Regions from separate parts of the Mus musculus genome. Here all the other regions are linked to region 3. The links are chromatin contacts, called in public Hi-C and HiChIP or PLAC-seq maps. All regions are on one chromosome and are shown on one strand. Each heading gives the region's core, a stretch centred on a gene start, on an enhancer-like site or on the middle of the called end of the contact. The rest is flanking DNA. Distances are from core to core; before and after follow the strand shown. Region 1 overlaps Cmip (c-Maf inducing protein). Region 2 overlaps Pkd1l2 (polycystic kidney disease 1 like 2). Region 3 has its middle 32 kb from the start of Cmip.

What was found. A called contact is a pair of places that touch in the nucleus more often than the background predicts. HiChIP or PLAC-seq counts read pairs in DNA pulled down with a chosen protein or histone mark.
Region 1: an H3K27ac HiChIP or PLAC-seq map of hepatocytes shows a contact between it and region 3, with 6 times the contacts expected there. The contact joins two enhancer-like sites. A contact is called at or near these places in 5 of 484 Hi-C or Micro-C datasets (bone marrow-derived macrophages, cerebral cortex, colorectal tumor organoids and 2 more), 11 of 115 datasets of contacts at active chromatin or transcription factors (embryonic basal ganglia, embryonic forebrain, embryonic hindbrain and 6 more) and 3 of 9 other capture datasets (adipose tissue, liver and pancreatic islet).
Region 2: a contact with region 3 is called in a Hi-C map of the N1E-115 cell line, with 6 times the contacts expected there. The contact joins two enhancer-like sites. A contact is called at or near these places in 5 of 39 promoter capture datasets (the 3T3-L1 cell line, 3T3-L1-derived adipocytes, the SN4741 cell line and 2 more), 1 of 15 datasets of contacts at CTCF or cohesin (the NIH/3T3 cell line), 6 of 484 Hi-C or Micro-C datasets (the 3T3-L1 cell line, the HL-1 cell line, the HPC-7 cell line and 3 more) and 3 of 115 datasets of contacts at active chromatin or transcription factors (effector CD8 T cells, embryonic stem cells and memory CD8 T cells).

What each region holds. Positions count from the first base shown.
Region 1 is chr8:117,436,245-117,439,203 of GRCm38.p6, reverse strand. It overlaps Cmip (c-Maf inducing protein), which reads right to left. Exons shown (of 21, transcript NM_001163262.1): 10 at 2,285-2,638. Among named protein-coding and RNA genes, the nearest start is that of Gm39260, 14 kb to the right of the region's middle. Within about 2 kb of position 1,358, at least 23 of the 459 cell types and tissues checked have an H3K27ac peak or open chromatin away from gene starts, as enhancers often do. A contact at or near this core is called in hepatocytes and liver, where this site is marked.
Region 2 is chr8:117,065,653-117,068,554 of GRCm38.p6, reverse strand. It overlaps Pkd1l2 (polycystic kidney disease 1 like 2), which reads left to right. Exons shown (of 43, transcript NM_029686.4): 6 at 242-471; 7 at 2,639-2,902. Among named protein-coding and RNA genes, the nearest start is that of Pkd1l2, 15 kb to the left of the region's middle. Within about 2 kb of position 1,419, at least 24 of the 459 cell types and tissues checked have an H3K27ac peak or open chromatin away from gene starts, as enhancers often do. A contact at or near this core is called in the HPC-7 cell line and the N1E-115 cell line, where this site is marked.
Region 3 is chr8:117,223,146-117,226,089 of GRCm38.p6, reverse strand. No RefSeq gene overlaps it. Among named protein-coding and RNA genes, the nearest start is that of Cmip, 32 kb to the left of the region's middle. Within about 2 kb of position 1,274, at least 169 of the 459 cell types and tissues checked have an H3K27ac peak or open chromatin away from gene starts, as enhancers often do. A contact at or near this core is called in the HPC-7 cell line, the N1E-115 cell line, hepatocytes and 1 more, where this site is marked.

The DNA of each region.
Region 1 (2,959 bases), core at 109-2,608, 210 kb before region 3:
GGCTTGTGTTGACATTTTAGAGGTGTCACATTCCAGCGATGTAAAAGCCTGCCTTGGGGAACTTGTAACTGATAAGAACAACACACTGACTGGCTGGCCACACGAACATCCTCCCTGCAGCCAGTGGCACCCAGAGTTCTGACTGGGGTTTTCTTCACCCTCACAAGGTCCTGTGAAGCGATGCCTCCGTTCCACAGCTTATCATCTTCTCTCCTTTTTCCTTTTATTGGTTTTCTTGAGACAAGACTGTAGATAACCCTGGCTGTCCTGGAACTCACTACGTAGACCAAGCTGGTCTTGAACTCATAGACCAGCCTGCCCCTGCTTCCCGAATACTGGGACTAAAGGTCTGCATCTCCACTCCTGGCTCCATCTTCTCTTTCTTAGCTCTCATCTGGATTGTACTTTACGCTACAGTTTACTCTCACCAAGAACCAAAGTACAAGGGGGAAAAATCATCCCATTACAGAAATCTCACAGCAGCCCTCCACAGAGGGGTACAAGACAAGGCAGCCGAGGCCTAGAGGAGACAGAGCACTGTCTCATGTTACTCAACAGATAAAGCCTTGTCTGTTAGACACCCATTTCTCGGCAACCTTGTGCCTGTTGAATGCCACAGTGTTCTTTCCCTAAGTTGTCAAGAAGTTAGCAATGTACCTTACCCTGACTCTTATCTTAGGACAGGAAACACTACCCTGTGACTGGTGCCTCCCACACACTGGGTGTCCATCTGTGTGTGGAAGTGTCTGCTCTGGGCTGGAGCTAGGTTGAACTCAGAGAGGCCACATGACCAGTTCATGTCACAGACTAGTTAGTGACACCTGAGGGCCATACACCCAGATCCACCACACCTAAACCTGCTTTCCTGATGCAAAACACACAGGAGCCCTCTAAGCTGCAGGGGGTTGTTGAGATCTAGCGAGTCTGAGAGCCTAGAGACTAGACACCTAATAGCGAGCTTGGTGGGACTCTTCCTGGCTCATCAGACTGGTTTTGTTTGTTGTTGTTTGTTTGTTTGTTTGTTTGAAGACTGGCTGACCTGGAACTCACTCTATAGACCAGGCTGGCCTCGAACTCAGAAATCCACCTGCCTCTGCCTCCCAAGTGCTGGGATTAAAGGCGTGCACCACCACTGCCTGGCTTCATCAGACTATTCTTAACCTGGACATGGCCTCTTGACCACTGACCCTGGGAGCTGCAGCACGCAGGAGGTCTGGCCAAGCAGGAAGGAGTACTCAATCATGAATGTCTGTAAGGGAGTTAACTTCTGTCAGTGGTGTGATGTCTCTCAGGCCTGCAAAGAACCCAGATGGCAAGAGGCCTGTGCTGTGGCCCCTGGGAAACAGCCCAAGGCTCTGGCCTGGACGGCTGCTACCAGGAAATGTAGCTTACCAGAGTCCACAGCCAAGAGCCCGGGGAGGCTTGGAGTGCTGTGGGTTTGGCCAGGAAAGAAACGAGACTCCTCCCTGCCTTATGGAAGCCCAGATCCGAGCTCAGTTCTCAGATGCTTGGAAAGGATTCTGGAATTTTTCTCCCTTTGGCTGTAGGATCTGTAGATTGAGTTATACCCTCCCTTGGCCTCAGCTGAGGGCCACAAGAGTCTGGCACTGATTTTCTGCCGGTCCCCTACTCCCCTCAAGGGCAACAGGAAGCACAGATAGATGATTGCTGCCTCCACTGTCTCCCTCAACTACAGGAGGGAGTACCGTCACAGATCAGTTAGTGCCACCTGGGGGACACGTACCCAGTTCTGTGTGTCACCATGTGTAACATGTATACACATCCGACTTTAGACACCATGGTCCTTATCTGGGAACACGGAGGACCCCAACATGTCCCACCCCCCTGTTCTGGTTTACGAGTCAAGTGGCTGGAGACACCGCCACCCTCTGAACCCTAACTCAGGTTGCCGTGTACCCACGACTGAGGACATTAGCTAAACGGCTGGTGATGTTACAGGATGCTGGAGAACCCTGACCCAAACTCCCAGATACACGTGCTTTTTGGTTTTTTTTTGAGAGCGTCCATTCAGTAGCTCATGCTGACCTAGTACCTACTATATAAGACCCAGGTTGTCCTTTAACTTGTAGTCATCCTCTTGCCTTAGCTTCCCTAGTATGGGGACACACCTGCCTCCGCACAGTTTGGTCTAATTGGAGCATGCGCATATACCTACCCCATAGGACTCAGGAGCATGCGCATAAGCCCCTTACAGAACACCGGCTGGCAGCAGGACCAGCCTCCCAAACCCCGCCCTCCCCACAGTGAGTTCCAGGGTACTCACAGCAGCTTGAGGATCTCCACGTGGCAACCGAGCGTGCGGCCGGCCTGGGGGCCCAGCTCGATGCTCATGGTCCCACAGGCTGGGCTGACCATCAGACAGTCAATAAGGTTGGGCTCGCTGTCGTTGCCCGTGCTGGCGGTCAGCGCCGGCTTGGCAGTGCTGGTGCGCTCCACCTCCACGTGGACCTCGCTGGAGGCCACAACCACCGACTTCAGCCGTGGCTCAGACAATGTGGCTTCCTGAGACACCAGGTCCGGGCTGGGGTGCAGCAGACGCAGAGGTAAGGTGGGCTTTCGGTCGCATGGCTGCTGGCAGCCGTTTCGGATCTCTTTCAGGCTGGGGGAGTTGTCGCGACTGGACGAGGAGAAGAGAAATGGCCAAGTGTGAGTGCGGTTCAGCCCTGGCAGCCGGAAGAGGCAGCGCTGAGCAGAGATTAATGAATCGCTCTACACTTGGGATGCTGAGGCAGGAGGATGCTTGCCCAAGTTTCAGACTAGTCTGGGCTACCTAGTGGGTCTCTTGTCTCAGAACAGCAAACTGAAAACACAACAACAACAACAACAACAACAGCGACAAAACCAACCAAACAACAAACCAGAAGGCCATTGGTGAGACAAGCCCGATCTCCTGAGAGCTCAAACAACAGCTTGGCCGGTTTCCCAAAAACCTCTGTAA
Region 2 (2,902 bases), core at 170-2,669, 160 kb after region 3:
ATGATCTTGAACTTCTAATCTTCTGCCTCCTCCTGCCGGGTGCTGGGACCACAGATAGGCGTCGTCGCACCCAGTTAACGGAGGGCTGGAGATCAAATTCCAAACAGCATCCATGCTAGACAAGACCGCTCCCCACTGTGCTACATGCGGTCCCGCCCCCGCCCCTGCCATCTTGCCTTTGCAGAGCACGAGAGTTGTGAACTCATGTATGATTGTTGAACCCCCGCTCTCCCTCCCACAGTGTGTCCAGCAACGTGACCCACCAGTTCAGCTCTCCTGGGGAGTTCACAGTGTTTGCTGAGTGTACGACCAGTGAGTGGCACGTGACTGCTCAGAAGCAAGTGATCCTTTGCGAGAAGGTGGAGACGCCTCGTATCACTGGGTGCACTGGCCTGGCTGGAGCTGGAGTCGGCCTTCTCTGTCAGGCTGTCTTTGGGGAACCCCTGTGGGTTCAGGTGGATCTGGATGGAGGTGAGTCTGCAGGATGGAGCAGGTGGAGGCACGTGGTGGGATTTGCCTCTCCCAAATCTATCCAGCTAACCTGAGGCTTTAGCGTCTTAGCTACCTTGTGTTCATTTTTTTAAACACCCGTGGCATCTTCAGGGCTCTAAGTGCTTGACCTGTGATGGCACACTCAGGATAGACTCCACGTTAATCCACCCCAAGCTAGGTTAGTGAGCCGGCGAGAACCCTCACCTTCCCAAGGCTCTTTCTGCAAGTCCACAATCTATATCTGAAACACCGGCTCTCCATACCACTTCTCTGGGCGGCGGGGGGGGTGGGGGGTGGGGGGTGGAGGGGTGGGTTTCAATAGGAAGGGGTGGGACTGGGAGGGGCTGACCACTTGCGTGGCGCCATCCTGTAGCCATGAAACCTGACAATCAGCGGTTCACACATGGATACAAGCCTATCCACAGTTCTGGCGAGGGTACACTCTGATTGGACACAGTGTCTTCCACTTAAGCCAGAGGCCATTCTGATTGGTTCCTGCATCTACCTTGATTAGCCAAGGCTTCTACGCTGATTGGTTACAGCTTCCGCTCTAATTTATTACAGAGATCACTCTAACTGTGCCCACCGATCCATTACTCCTTGGCACATCCATCCCAGGGCTTGGATTGTTCCCATCGATATTTTAAGTAGCACCGTTTTTGCCCACAGAGACACCCCTGCCTTATCCACAGCAATCTTTCCCCACAAAGCATAGTCCAGTTAGAGTGCTTAATGGAGACCTTTTGACATAAATTATGCAGTGCAGAGCTAGGGTGATGGTGATGGTGGTGTGGGGGATGTTGGTGGTGATGGCGTAATGATGATGGTGATGGTGGTGATGATGGTGATGATGATGGTGGTAATCATCAAATGAGGAAGGATCTGACTCAGTATGACATCTTTCACTCGGTCGTCTTAATGGGGATGTGATGGGGCTCTGACACGGCACTCGTGAGCTTCCTTCCTGTTCCTGTGTGCCTGCTGCCTAACAGGGGCTGGTATGTGCACCCGGGGTAAAGTAAAAAAAATCTTTTGTTGATTTATTTAGTCTTCCTACAAATGTAATTGTGTGTCAGCTCTGCCAGGCGTGGGGAAGGTGGGGATACACATGAAAGCAAAGGGCCCTGCTCCTGTAGGGCTTTGGGCTGTCACCATTATCACCAAATGATTATCATCACCATCATCAACACCACTATCTTCATCATCATCACCACCACCACCACCACCAGTATGTCCTCTTCTCCTCCTCCTCTTCCTCCCCCTATTTTTCCCCCTTTATCCAAACAAGAAATGTATTTGGCATGGCTTCTACTGGGAAGAATATCATCTGGTTACACACACATATTTTCAACCCACTATAATATTTGGCATCCAGCTAGGACGGCAATCTGCAGCCTGCAAGGGAGGCGCCACTTTGTGGGGAACAGGCTGAGTTTTATAGAGATTTGCCTGTCCTAGGTCATCAGTGGATGTTGGAGGAAACACCTTCACCTATTTTGGCTGAAAACAACTCTTGAAGTTCATTCTCCTGCTTTCCTGCTTCACAACTCTTGTGCACCCCCCCCCATGCCTCTTTTTCAGTTTCTTACTGAAGGGGGGGTGTCCCTATCATCAGGATGTTCTAAGCATTTGCTACAAACTTCTGGTTTCAAGGGCATAAACAAATAACAACGGGGCTGCAGCTGCAGCTGTTGGAAGAGTACTTGCCGTTCAAGAAACCCTGGGTTTGGTCTCCAGACTGAACACAGTGGTGCTGGCCTGTAATACTGATTCTTGAGAGGTTCAGAGAGGAAAATTAAAAGTTCAAGGCCAGCCTCTGCTACATAGTGAATGAAGTCAAGGACAGCCTGGGCTACTTTAGACCCTATCTCAAAAACAAACAAACAAACAAACAAACAAACAATTTAAAAAATGATCAGAGAGGATCCAGAAAGTTTAAAAAAAAATCACTTACTAAACCGATCTCAAAAATAGTTAAAAATTAGTTACAGTTAGCATTTAGCACAGTGGTTTATCCTCATGTATTTCTTTGGACCCATATCTATGTCTACTGCTGAATTTGACATTAGAACTCAGCCTGAACTATCTTAGAATGCTAGCTGCACCGTTGATAATAGCTTTTCTAAATTTCCCTTACTCTCGCTAGGAGCCGGGGCGACTTATGCTGTGCTTTCGCATAACAGAACTCTGGCTGAGTTCACCGCCCAGAGGGGCTCGCAGCTTTACAATCTGACCTTGGACAGAGACATCCAGGAGATGCTGGGCCCTGGGAGGCACCACCTAAAGATCCAAGCTGTCAGCAATGAAGGCACCGGCACTGCCTCCGCCCCCTCTGGAAACTTCACTGTGTACTTTGTAGAGCCGCTGTCGGGGCTGCGGGCCTCCTGGGCTTCTGACCGTGTGGAGCTTG
Region 3 (2,944 bases), core at 25-2,524:
CAACTCACACGTGCAGTGCCATGCAGTGCACATATATACACTTAGGTGTGTAGTCCTCTCAGGGACCCATTATAGATGGTTGTAAGCCAGAATGTGGTTGCTGGGAATTGAACTAAAGACATTTGGAAAGAGCAACCAGTGCTCGTAACGACTGAGCCATCTCTCCAGCCAGAGGTTCATATACTTAAAATAAAATAAATAAATAAATCTGGAGGAACAACAATATGAACTAACCAGTTCCCCCAGAACTCCCAGGGACTAAACCACCAACCAAAGAGCACACATGGTGGGACTCATGGCTTCAGCTGCATATGTAGCAAAGGATGCCTAGTCAGTCATCAATGGGAGGAGAGGCCCTTGGTCCTGTGAAGGTTCTATGCCCCAGTGTAGGGGAATGCCTGGGCCAGGAAGCAGGAGTGGGTGGGTTGGTGAGCAGGGGGAGGGGATAGGGGGTTTTAGGAGGGGAAACCAGGAAAGGGGATAACATTTGATATGTAAATTGAGAAAATATCTAATAAAAAATAAAAATAAAATTAAATACATAAATCTAAAAAAAAATTTTTAAAGAACATCTACTGTGTAGTGTTGATGCAAAAAATTCAGCTTTCACTTTAAAAGGAATGAAAGACTGTTTCTGGGGGAAAAAAAATTTAAGTGACCATGCACTGCAGATTCAAGGTACCCAAGTTCCATTTTCCAGTGTAGTAACTGTTTTATGAAACTATTAATAGGAACTGGACTAGGAGAATCATAGATAAATGTGTTTTAAATACTTTGGTGGAGACACCAGGTTAAGTGGGTCCCAGCAACGCAGAGACATGTCTATAAGAGGCACCAGATATTATCTGACCACATCCTTAGCTTTGGGGTTGTCAGGAGCGAGGGGGTCTCTATGCATTCCAAACAACTTAACTAATAACCAGAAGGATGTTAGGTCACACACAGAGGAGGGCAAAAAAATGGCTACGACTGGCTAAAGATGGTCCAAGATAATCTGGCTCTGGACCTGCAACATTCCAACCTCTCCCATCACAGAAGTCCTTATCGATCAATCAATATTTATAGACGCAGTTCCCTCCCAGCAATTTTCCTTCACAGTGGTCATGGCTACCCTGAGGCAGGGTATGAGCCAATCAGATCTCCAGAAGTCGGGGACCACTTTGGGTCAGGATCGGGAAAGGTGCAGGGACTTCCAATTCTGCCTCTGCGTCAGCAACAAAGTCCCCAGGGTACTAGGGTTCTGTACTGAACTTGGCTAGGAGGGCACAGGTGACAGGCAGCTAGAGCTCTCTTCCTGCTTCCGGGTTCCAGGCTACCACTCCGAGAGCCTAGAGGCTGAATCCTCGTGGGTTTCGACGCCCTCTGCTGGCCATTTCTACCACTGCACTTGGATGCCAGAAGACTAAACCAGGAATGAGAAAGTATTTGGAAGTTTGTAGCCCTATGATAACAAAGACAAGGAAACTGGTCATGGAGAGAAGATGTGAAGGATTCACCCTAGCCCACAAAATCCCCATAATATTAAAAGTATTTTTGGGGAAAAGTACTGTTCTTGATCTGAGAATGTAGCTTAGTTGGTAGAGGGCTCACCTTGCATGCGAAAGTTTCCATCCACAGCTCTGCCTGGACTATAGTGGGCACATACACCTAGAGGCCCAACACTGAGATGGTGGGTGCAGAAGAAACATAATTTCAAGGTCAAGGCCACTACTTAGTAAGTTTGAAATCAACCTGGGCTATGTGAGACTCAGCCTCAAACCAAATAAAAACTAAGAGCTCTCAAGGGTTCTTCTTTTGATCTTGTTTACATGGACAGAATAACACCCACCCAACAGCTGTCTCTCAGTGAGAGTTACAATGTATCCCGGGGACTGGATTATCATCAAGCCCATTATTCAGATAAGAAAACTGAGGCCAGCCCCCAGCCGGAGACAAAGTCTTGTGTCCTGAGCCCACAGTTGCCATTACAGATGTCAGGGGATTTTGAAGGACAGCAGTAACCACAAGTCCTTGGAGCTTTTAGCCTGAGCACATTACACTTGGAGGCTGTTGGTCTGTCTATTTTCCTGAGTGGGCCCTCTACTGAGCCCTGACTACTCAGGCCCTGCCTAGTGCTCAGGGGCCCTGTGGAAACAGAGAAAAAGTCCTGTGTGGGCTCTGGTGCAGAGCGGCCTTCTCCACTTGCCAGGGACACCCCAGACTGGTTGTACTTAGTGTGATAGGCTCCAATAAAGGGCTGGTGCATAAGGCAGAGGGTCTGATACACCTACTCCAAGTTCCCAAAAGCCCCATGGGATGCACTTGCATAGGTGACGTCCCCCATGTTTCCTGGAATGAACCAGGTGATGCATGGGATGGAAGGAGACTGAGGGAGTCTGCCCGTGTGCTCAGGAAGGCCAGATGCAGCTCAGAAGATGGCTCCATTACTAATGTGTTTGCCTTGAAAACAGGTGGAGGGGCTGGCGAGATGGCTTAGTGGGTAAGAGCACTGATTGCTCTTCTGAAGGTCCTGAGTTCAAATTCCAGCAACTACATGGTGGATCACAACCGCCCGCAATGAGATCTGATGCACTCTTCTGGTGTGTCTGAAGACAGCTGCAGTGTACTTAATTATAATAATAAATCTTTGGGCTGGAGTGAGTGGGGTTGGCCAGAGCAAGCGGGGCCACCAGAGCAAGCAGAGGTCCTAAAATTCAATCCCCAACAACCACATGAAGACTCACAACCATCTGTACAGTTACAGTGTATCCATATGTTGTGGATAGTTCTGGGGCTAATTATATTTGATGTTAATTCCGTTCTCCTGTGAGTGGTTTTGAACAAAGAATGAGTCAGCACTCAGGTGATTTCCTGTAAACCTGCTACCCCCCTTAATTTTTAAAATAAAGGAGAGCTGATGATTGGGCAGATAAAAGGGAAGGTGGAGCTGAAGATGGAGAGAGGG